Linked DNA regions of Triticum aestivum: region 2 is linked to region 1. Evidence: chromatin contacts called from public Hi-C data. All regions are on one chromosome and are shown on one strand. Each heading gives the region's core, a stretch centred on a gene start, on an enhancer-like site or on the middle of the called end of the contact. The rest is flanking DNA. Distances are from core to core; before and after follow the strand shown.

Region 1 (5,211 bases), core at 1,049-3,548:
ATCCTCATCTCACACCAGCAATTAGTATACTGCTAGCTAATGGTTACTATTACTGTGTGTGAAATTTTAGAAGGCTTACGGTGATGTAGAGGTCGAACTTGATGAGGGCGTAGGCAGTCCAGCAGATGCCATTGACGAGCGAGGCCACGGACAAGAACAGGGGCATGTACTCCACGCTCTTGGTCTGGATCACCATTTTCTGAAAACACGGACACAGAGAAAATCAACATGATGATGATGAACAATACAAAAGGAAATCCATCCATTTTACAGACAATTGTTTGTTTTTGCTGCACAATTCATCCAAAGAAAACAGGCAGTAAAACGGAAACAACTACCCTCTACACGTATTAACCAGATTATGAAGTACACAGCTACCAAGGAAACGACGGCATGTGGGATGACACAACTTTTGTTTTGTTTGGGATGGGGGGACTAAAAAAGGTGTTTCATATAAGAGCTAAAAGCCATGAACAATTTTAACGAAAAGTGCAGCGGGCACAAGTTGTTAATTACAGTTGGATCAAAAAGTGAAGGATGAACAAAAAGAACATGAGTTTTTCCTTTTCTGACAGCAAAAGAACATGAGTTTTTCCTCTCTCTTTTGACAGCAAAGGAACAGGAGTTGATTTGACGCCATGATTGGAAACACTGCATGTAGTAATACGTATATATTTTTTCTTCAGAAAAGAATATTTGCGCTGTTCAAAGTAGATAGCGAGATAGCCGAAAAGAATACAGCTACTGCTAGATAGAGAGAAAACGACAGGATTACGCATGCGTGTACTCGCGTATTCTATTCCCCACCCAGAACGTACCCAGAGCAGGCGTTGGTCAATCAAATTAGTATATAGATTAATCCAGCGTTCTTTTCCTATGGTTATTCTCATTCGAGCAGCAGTTAATTAATCATTTCCTCGCCTGATCGATCTCCTGACACCGACAACCACCTACTGGACTAAAATCAATCAATAGAAAACTAGCACCAAATCTCACTCCAGTACTGTACTGGTTGTAGGTGAGACCGTGAGAGTGATGGCGACGCGTACCATGACGGAGAGCGGCGCGGCGTACATGCCGGTGCCGAAGAGGACGCAGAGGATGCCGACGACCATGGACCTGCGGTCGTGGGTGTGGGCGAGGGAGAGGACGAGCGCGCCGACCGCGGCGACGAAGGCGACCTCGGCGACCAGCAGGAGGAGGACTCGGCGGCGGGCGGCGCCGACGGAGAAGGTGAGGAAGAGGGCGACGTAGGTGAGCTCGATGAGCATGCCGGTGCCGTTGATGGTGATGACGAGCATGCTGTGCGGGTGCACCAGCGGGAGCCCGTAGAGCACCCACATCATGCAGTTGAGCAGCGTCGCCAGGTACGGCACCGCCGAGTACTGCTCCACCGTCTTCTTCTTCCAGATTTGGATGAACGTCGGCCTGGAATTCGCAGTTCGCAAGTATTTTCACTGGTCAGGCATTTTTTCGAAGAGATATCCAAACTGTTTCGATCAGAAAACGGAATACAAAATTATCGCGGTGCCGATCTCCGCATTCTCACGAATTTGTGTCATGTAATTCTCGCTCTTTGCTCAGCACAATTAATTCCGGAATCCATTTTATCCGGCGAATTAAATGAAGATACACTTAAGAGTGGTATAGTTTTAGTCGGTGCTTACACTGGGGATAGGAAGAGCACCAGGGCGGTTGCATTGCCTGCAAGGGAGACACAAAACAATCCCAAAAAAAGCAACATCAGAAGTAGATCTCGGACGATGAACAAACAAACACAAAGGAGGAACCGCCGAACAAATCACGGTTCGGGCCGCTCTAGGGAACCCGGCGCGTGATGCTCGCTTGCACTAGAAGGGAGCAAAAGTTCGTGAAGAGGACACGCGCAAAGCGGCGAGAAACAAAAAGAGCATCAGGGGGCAACAGCAGCACCCCCCGTACGACCCGTGTGGCGCCGCTGCCACATGGTTTTCGCTGCAGTGCAGGCGCACATGCGTGTGCAGTACAGAGGCGGGGGGCGTGGGGCGACGGGGAGGCACGCACCTATGACGCCGATGACGGTGCGGATAGCGTCCGGCGACACCATGGTGGCTTGGCTTCCGGCGAGAGGTAACCGCACCGAGGAACTGATCTAGAGGAGCGTCTCGGGTGCAGACGAGAGGGAGGGAGGGGGGAGAGGGGAACGGATTTCTGGACTTGGAGGAGAGGGGAAGGGGGCAGGGAAGGATGCAAGTACAGCGGACCCTCTCCCTCTGTCTCTGTGCGTCGCGTTTGATGAGTGAATGATCTCAGGAAAACACCGAACGGGGTCCTTAAATAGAGCGGGGCTGCTGACCCGTGGGCCCCGCACCGTCGCCCCCGTCTCTATCTCTATCCGGCTCGCTCTCTCTCTCATGGACGCCGCGCCGGCCTTTTGCATACGCCTCTTTCTTTCTCTCTCTATAACTACCCCGATGTGCTGTGGCCCAGCAGCCAGCCGGGTGGGTTGGTCGTACTTTTCTTTTTTAGGATTTTATTTGGATGAAATGGTGGGTTGCTCATACGTACTGACCATTTCGACTTTGGTAGATATTCGCATTCTTGGCCCGGGAGCAACCCGCTGGGCGTAAATACCAGTGTTTTGGTTTCCTGCAACCATTTTGGCTTCCTTTTGCCTTTACTTTTCGTCTGATTGAGCCCGACTGACTGAGATAATGCAGACTCTATTCTGCATTTACATTTGGCTAACTGCACAGCATCACGAGATTGTTTCGTCCATGGTGCTTGGGATTGGTTGACAGCACTGAGCATTATGGTTGCGAAGATGCAGTCTCACGAGCAGTGATCTTACCATATTACATAGATAGGCAATACCAAACTAATATCATTTCAATCCTAGCTACTAACAAATGACAGTTCATCAGTCCGTCTGAACTACTAACAAATGGCCATTAATATTAACTACTAACAAATGGCAATGGCAGTACCAAATTAACAGTCATATGACTCAATGTGGGAAAGTTCATCAATCATCATCCTCGTCTTCTTCCATTTCAGATATTTGAGATACCTCTATTAGCCCACATTGCTTTAGTCACTTTAACCTTTTGCTCTCACAAGTTTCACTTTCATATGCCTCTACACCATCGTCGGACTCAAAATCGCTAGTCGTCACATCTTTCTTCTTCGGCACATGCTCATCAAGACTCCATCCTAAGACCTAGTCATGAAGAATGCAGTATCCAGCATAACCTCCAGATTGATCCACCCCACTTTTGACATAGGCGTAGTGTCGGTCTATACTACTGTTGCCGTTTTGTTTTCATTTTTTTGCCAGACTTTTCAGGATTGGTTGTATGCATCCTAATTACACAGAGGCCGGGTGTTACTCATATCGCTTTGTATCGCTTGATGCTACATTTGAGATAATAAAAACATCCTTTATCAAAAAAAGAACAAGCTTACCTTGGATGGGGAAAGGGTGAAATGCCTTGTGATCAAGGATTTTATATCTATTCTTCAAAGCACCGAATGCCCTTTGACCAGTAACCTAAGGCCAAAGCTAGAGTGTGTGACATTGAACGATTCATGTGCAATTCCAGGATAGTTCCTTGAAGAAAATGCATTGAGATGGTACCCGATTTTCTTGAAAGCTGGAAGAACTTCAGGCCTACATGCATACCCAACATCTTCTAGGTAGAACTTATCATCATGGATACTGATCCCATCAGATCAAACCATCTTGTCAGCAAGAATGTTTGCATCATGGGTTGATCATTCTCAACCATCTAACACATATGTGAACTTGATACCAAAATCTACAGCAGCAAGCACATTCCGGCTTGTGTAGTGCTTTCTACTCATGTATGATGCATCATGTGACCTCGACACTGTAGCAGTTACATGAGTACCAACTATTGCACCAGTACAATCATGTGATTGCATGGAAAAAGGTTATAGATCGAAACAATACAAACATAACATGACAAGAACTAAGGTAGTACTATACACCTTGAAATATGGATACCATACATAGTTCATGCGTATATCCATAGGAGTTTAACCAGTAGGTGTCTTAATCATCTATCCTCTAGTCTCTTCAATTGCATAGAAGACTATTGAAAATATGCCCTAAAGGCAATAATAAAGTTGTTACTATACTATTTCCATGTTCTTACTTAAGTTTATATTTCCGTGCTATAATTGCAATGATTACTGAATATGAGATTCAGAGGAAAACTCAGTTGCATGTGTGAAAAACATAACAACAAAACAAATCCCTACTCTCACCTCTAGGACTAACTAATGTATTGATGATGATCATCTTTTCCTGATGAATGGCATAGATGAAGTAACAAGGATGCCCGCAATAATGAGACCACACTGTTAGAGCAACGATGGTGTTGAATATAACCAACTTATGAAATATTGCGTGATCACATCGTCTAATTAGTTGTCGGTAATTTTGGACAAAGTGTTTACATTTACTCGCGTCATTAGACAGGATGGCTGTTTTGGGGTTGCCAAACGTCACACCTTAACTGGATGGTCATCGCTACTACTAAAGGGGAGTTGGTCTTTGTACGTTTGCCTTCACCCTTGCCTCTTTCTGTCTGTTTTCCCTTCTGTATGCCACCCCTCCCACATGTCTTGCATTAACTCAATCAAATCAAATTACATCTTACCAAAACCTCAACAAAATCAAAACTTTAATTGTGTTCCTTTACCCATACCCAAATCAAATCAAATCTTATCAAAGTCTCAACTAAATCAAAATTTTCCTTGTGTTCCTTCATTCACAGCGAAATCAAATCAAATCTTGCAAAATCTCAACTAAATGAAAACCTTCCTCGCCTTCCCCTATCCATAATCAAATCACACCAAATCTTACCAAAATCTATAATATGGTGGGTGTAAGGTATGTGTCGGGCACAATGGTGTTGAACCATTAGAACATGTATGCCCCCATTGCAACACACGATCAATTGGCTAGTCTCTACTATTAAAGTGCAGTTGGTAGGTTCGCCTCACTCCCTTGGAATAAATAAAGTAAATAACATAAATAAAGTAACTTGGAATAATCTATATGGAACCAGTAATTTCCTAAAATCACGTCCTGCATTAACTCAATCAAATTAAATCAAATCTTATGAGAATCTCAATTAAATCAAAAAAAATCTTGCCTTCTCCTACCCATACCCAAACAAAATCAAATCTTACCAAGACCTCAGC
Region 2 (5,726 bases), core at 538-3,037, 100 kb after region 1:
ACCTCGTCAAAACCTCACAGAAAAAATAGATTGCTCATCTTATGTCGGGAGAGAGACGCCTTAGGATTGACCATATTCAAACGCTTTGTGATTGTGTGAGCACTATAGCCACCATCGACGAGGGTGGAAAGGAGGATAAGCGGAAGGACCCTGATAAGTGTCACACATGTGGCACGAACACATGGCAACTCCAAACTTTTTTGTGGCAAGTTTAGTAACGCGAGGATGGCAACTTTAGTAGTCAAGCATGTCAATTTTCTTTTCAGATGGCAAGTTTTAGTTTTTTTGGTTTTGTTTTTTCTTTTCGGATGACAACTTTAGTTGTAAAAAACGTCATGGCCAAAGTGCTTCGTGCTACCTGTGTGACACTTATCATTTGGGTAAGCAGAAACACAGATGTCATGTGCTGAAGTAAAGGACGTAGATTATTGGGGTCTTAAGTTATGGTTATTGGATTAAGGTGTGTAGTATTTTTTTTCCGGTTGCAATGCATGGGTTGTTTGCTAGTAATACTAATACGTGACATGGTCGTCATCTTGCACTTTGCCCCGTCAATCAGCACGTTGTTCCGCACAAATATTAAAACAGCAATGCAATGGCATTCTAAACATTTTCAAAGAATGGTATTGAAAGCATAGCTATGCTTCATGCGCTGAGTTGCCATGCATGGATGGTTTGATTGTATTGTCGTTCAAAAATCATGTGCGTAGTGCATGTGTATAGAAGTGCTCAAGCAACAATCGTACGTCATGGACTAATGACCTCTTGTAAATTTTAATGCACACCATGTTTCGAAAAATGGGCATTGGCCGCATTCATTTCCCCCTTCTTTTCATCTATTGCTATGAACTCCCTTCATTTCATAATGTAGTGCGTATAGATTTTCTGAAAAGTTAAACTTTAAAAACTTTGACTAAGTTTCTAGAGATAACTATTTATACATACAATGCCAAAGATGTAAAGTATGAAAGTACATCTTATAATGAATCTATTGATATAAATTTGGCATTCCAATGTAAATACTTTTATCCACAAATTTGGTTAAAGTTTGTGAGATTTGATATTTTTCCAAAAATCTGTATACATTACATTTTGAAACAAAGGGATTATATAACTTTAATTAATGAACAATTTATCATAGAACTATTGTTCTACAGTTTCGGGGTAAAACAACAAACATGTGGCCTCACTCTTAATTCTAGCAAAAACATAGGACGGCATGGAAGAGCAGGTCCTAAACACCCTAGATTCAGATAATACTAATACGTGACATGGTCGTCATCTTGCACTTTGCCCCTCAATCAGCACGTTGTTCCCCACAAATATTAAACAGCAATGTATGTTAGGTCTGTCGGATGCAAAAATCAAAAAAATACTCTGCATCACACGTACGCGTCAGGTCAGTTCTGCAACGTGAAAGCATCAGCAGTCAGCATAATAGACTAGTATGATAAACCAGGCGAGCGAGCTTTTGTCATGCCTAAGAGGAGATGTCGGTGTCCATGGACGGACACTCGGAGCAGGATCACCACACCACACCACCATGTTTGGTGACAAGTCATGGCAACGCGCAGCAGCTAATTAATATTGCATCCGGTTGACTCATCATCATGTTTATAACCTGCCAGATCTTCCACGCAGAACTGAAAGCAAGGGGCACCGCCCAACTGGTACAGATACAGTACCTTTGCCTTGACGTTAACGGGTGCGACCTGCGTCCTCCGTTCCCACCATTACCCTAACCACTGTGCCTTGACGATATCCATATATCCTATCTCGTTTTGTGGGCCGGCACGCCGGGGTTTTGACCAGCCGGAAGCTCGACAGCGCAACGTCGGGCTGCCATGGCTGCGTGGGTACACAGTGTGCACGAGTGATTGAGGGGCCGTGTACAGATTCGGTGGGCTGGATTTCTCAGATAAGGCTGATCATCACCGGATCCTGAGCGCGACACTGCACCTAGGCCGGGCGAGACCTTGGGGATGCTGGATAAGCACGTCTCGTTTACATGAAATCTTGTGGGATTTGCATATCCGGTTTGCTAAACATGGGCGACTACAATGAACTTGCAAAGCACGGCCGTGTACGAATTCACCGAAAGCTTGTGTCTTCCCAAGAGAGGAAAAAAAAGTCTGCCATGGCAGTACAAACAGTGATAAGAAATTCCTAAGTTGTACTAGAAAGTAATCAAGTGTTGGTTGGTGGGAAGAAAAGGTTGCCGTTCAATGGAATGTGATTTAGCAGTCGACTTCCGAATAAGGTTAGAACTAAGCCCCCTTTCCGTGGGCAAGGTAGCTCTATTTTTTTCAATTTATGCGGGAAATTAAGAATCCAAAAGGAGATTGCCAGATTCGGCAGCTATTCAGCCTCGTGGATAGAGGATAGATTGCACTGGTCAGCTATCTTAACAGTGAACCTCATGAAGCTAGTCCAAGTTTATTTATTTATTTATTTGCGGGTGAGTCCAAAAAATTTCTTAACCGTGAGAAAAGCCAAGCTCATGACAGGTAATACAATTTGATTAGTTGAAATTTTCCTTTGGTAAAGAGGGCTCGTCTACCATTATCAATTCCAGAAATCCGTATAAATATGAAAGGGTATTTTATCCTTATCAACTGGATCTTGATCTTGACTTAAGTGAAGATATTGGCTCTTTTCTTTTTTTTTATTGGCAAAATACGCTATCTTATTAGAAGAAGAATCTCAATTATTACTCCAAAGAAACGGTGAACATCAAGAATGTTACACCTATGAAACTAGTAAAAATTCCCACTAGCCTGGCTGTGATGCTGTCGTGTTGGCTAAATACAGTGAACTCAAGAACAGGAAACGCCGGCTATGAGCGTTGGAAAAACAGCCCAATAAGAGCAGAGCAAATGTGTTTCTTTTCCTTATAAAATACTCCACTAAATGTGGTGCCATAGGATTTGGGCATTAACCTATCGCTGAGTAATGTGCAAGTATCTATCGCTGAGTAGGATCCGATGCAAAAGGGGATACTTGCCTTAACATGGTTTGTTAGGCCAAGACACCCCTTTCTCGTCATAATCAATGTTAATAGCGACCCAATAACAACTCCAAAATGCTAATGGCCGCTCCACGGGAATATTGGAAACCTTGGAAAAAGCAATCCTCTAAATCATATCGGCTTCAAGTGGCCTTACTAGAAGAGAAACCTCAGAAAAAAAGCAATCATCTAAATCATATCCGATTCAAGTGGCATTACTGTCTAGAGAGAGACACATCAAACCTGATTCGGCTGTGCGTAAGTGTGACATGTTGTGCCGCGCAGTATACACAGGATATATCATAGTATGTGGAGTACGAAGAGTGTGTTTGTTCTGTCCACGTCAGTCCTGTTTCCATCCACGCCTTGCCTGCCTCACATTGACTAGATTGCTCATCTCTCCACCACATAAGTTATCTGCTATTCAGGTTCTGTACTAAGTAGGAGTACTTCCTAGTGTCAGAAAATGTCCCTTACATTTTGAGACAGAGGGAGTATATACACAGAATCAATTTACTTTATGTTTCCTTTTCTTTTCCACGCATTCAAGTAAATAATTAAGTGTTTTGCACCTGAAATTGAATTTGATGATTGCCCTGCTCTTGCCTCACTAAGTTTATGCCAGTCTGTATTCATTTTCCTGCCACTCGATTACCCGTATTTATTTTCGAATAGCTGGCGATTGTTCCATGTGGGAATCCTATTTGGCGCACAGGCCGCTAGTTAGCAACCGAGCGCATACCACCTGCCGCTGCGTACACTTTGGGGCCGGCATATTATCTTTTGACGCTAGTTAGCAATCTATTTTTCTCTTTTCTCTATTCTTAATTTCGGGTTTTTCCATTTTTTTGTTTTTTTTTTTCGTTTTTCGTTTTTGTTTCAATTTTTAAGTTATTTTTTCCTTTTAATTTCAGTTTTCATTTGATTTCGTTTTCATATTTTAAAATAGTGAAACTTTTATGAAAACATGAATATTTTTCAAATTTGTGAGTAATTTCGAAAAAATTGAATTCAAAAATTCGCGAACATTTTATGAAATTGTAACATTTTTTATGAATCTCGTGAATATTGTTTGAATTGGCAAACATTTTTTTAATTGATGAACAATTATTGAAATTGGGGAACAAATTTAGGAATTTTGGAACTGTTTTCAGTTGTGACGTACATTTTTTAAATGCATGAACATTTTTTCAATTGATCAACTTTTTTATGATTCAATATCATTTCCCAAAAAATAATTCCTGACAAAAAATTGAATTCCCGTATATTTATTCAAATTTATGAACATTTTTTTGTAAATATTTTCTTCAAATTCTTAAAGATTTTTATAATATGGGGACATTGTTTTAAGTCACGAACATTTTTTAGAACCCACAAAATTTATATGATTTCTTAAAAAATAGAAATTCAGAAAAAGAAAAAAATTGGGATTAATCAAAATATGGTATGAAAAAACTCAACGCCCCGTACATGGGCCAGCAGTTCAGGCGCCAGTTTCTTCCGGGAGTAACTAGTTGACGAGCGCTACTTCGGGAGCCTTGCAACAATCACTTGCGGTGGGTTGAGAGCGCGGCACTTGGGGCGCTCTCAGCCGCCGCCATGTGTCGCGTCCAGGGCGCTCCCTTCGATTTTTTTTTTCGCACATGTTTCCCGTTTTTTAGAATTTTTTTTCAACTTTCGGTTTTTCACCGGTCATTCTTAGCTTTTCGACAAAAAAAAATCGAAAAAATTTACACGAAAAAACGCGTTTTTGTTTTCTTCCTTAAGAGGCATAGTTTTATTTTCACGAGAAGCATGGTTTTGCTTTCGCGAGAGGCAGGACCGTGCCTCTTGGAAATGAAAAAAAAACACGTTATCACTTTTTTTTCGTGAGATGCACGGTTTTGCTTTCGCAAGAGGCACGGCTGTGTCTCTTGAAAAGAAAAACAAGTTTTTTCTTTTTCTTTTTGTGCTTTCGTGAGAGGCACGATTTTGCTTCCGCGAGCGGCACAGCCATGCCTCTTGGAATAAATAAATAAAAACCTGTTTTTTTTTAATCGTGAGAGGCATGGTTTTGCTTCTGCTAGAGGCACGTCCGTGCCTCTTGAAAAAGAAAAAAAATGTGTTTTCTTTTTTTTTCGTGAGAGGCACGATTTTGCTTCCGCGAGAGACACGGCCGTACCTCTCGGAAATGGCTTCCGGAAAGGAAGCAAAACATGCTCCCGGTTCCGTGTTTTTGTCCGGTTTTCTTCGTGAAAAAAAATCATCGAAATCTATCAACATGAAATCTAGTTTTGAAGGTTTCGAAGCGAGAAATCCAACAATAAAAACGGTTCAAAATTTGAATGCATGGTTTAAGTGATACTTAGCCCAACGCAGAGCTATGGGGGTGATCTTTGGAAAAAAAGTACTCCTCAATTAGTGATTTTGATTTCTTCAAAATTAGCTAACGGCAAACACAACTGCTCCGATCTGGGCCAGCCCATTCTCCTTCTTTTTTTTTCGCGGTAACTTTAGCAAAGGGATCGAACCCGGGACGTAATCGTTCAAAACGAAGCGAAGCATCCACCAGGCCGTCTGACGCTCTAGTGCAAACTGACTTCGTTCTTTCTTTAATTCTCGTTCTACAGTTTGGTTTGTTCTTTTCCTTTTTTCTTTTTATATCCTTTTCCTTAAAAGCATGGTTTTATAAAAAGAGTATTGTTAACCTTTTTCCACAGTCGATGAACCTTTTTAAACA

The links. Hi-C and Micro-C count contacts between places; a contact is called where the count stands out from the background.
Region 2: a contact with region 1 is called in a Hi-C map of leaf, with 4 times the contacts expected there. The contact joins the enhancer-like site here to the promoter of LOC123144784 in region 1. A contact is called at or near these places in 4 of 5 Hi-C or Micro-C datasets (leaf and an unstated tissue).

Annotation. Positions count from the first base shown.
Region 1 is chr6D:306,104,265-306,109,475 of IWGSC CS RefSeq v2.1, forward strand. It overlaps LOC123144784 (bidirectional sugar transporter SWEET4), which reads right to left and starts at 2,299. Exons shown (of 5, transcript XM_044564021.1): 1 at 2,044-2,299; 2 at 1,668-1,704; 3 at 1,050-1,428; 4 at 80-199. The coding sequence starts at 2,086.
Region 2 is chr6D:306,207,599-306,213,324 of IWGSC CS RefSeq v2.1, forward strand. It overlaps the pseudogene LOC123142598. Among protein-coding and RNA genes, the nearest start is that of LOC123144784, 100 kb to the left of the region's middle. Within about 2 kb of position 1,788, at least 3 of the 8 cell types and tissues checked have an H3K27ac peak or open chromatin away from gene starts, as enhancers often do. A contact at or near this core is called in leaf, where this site is marked.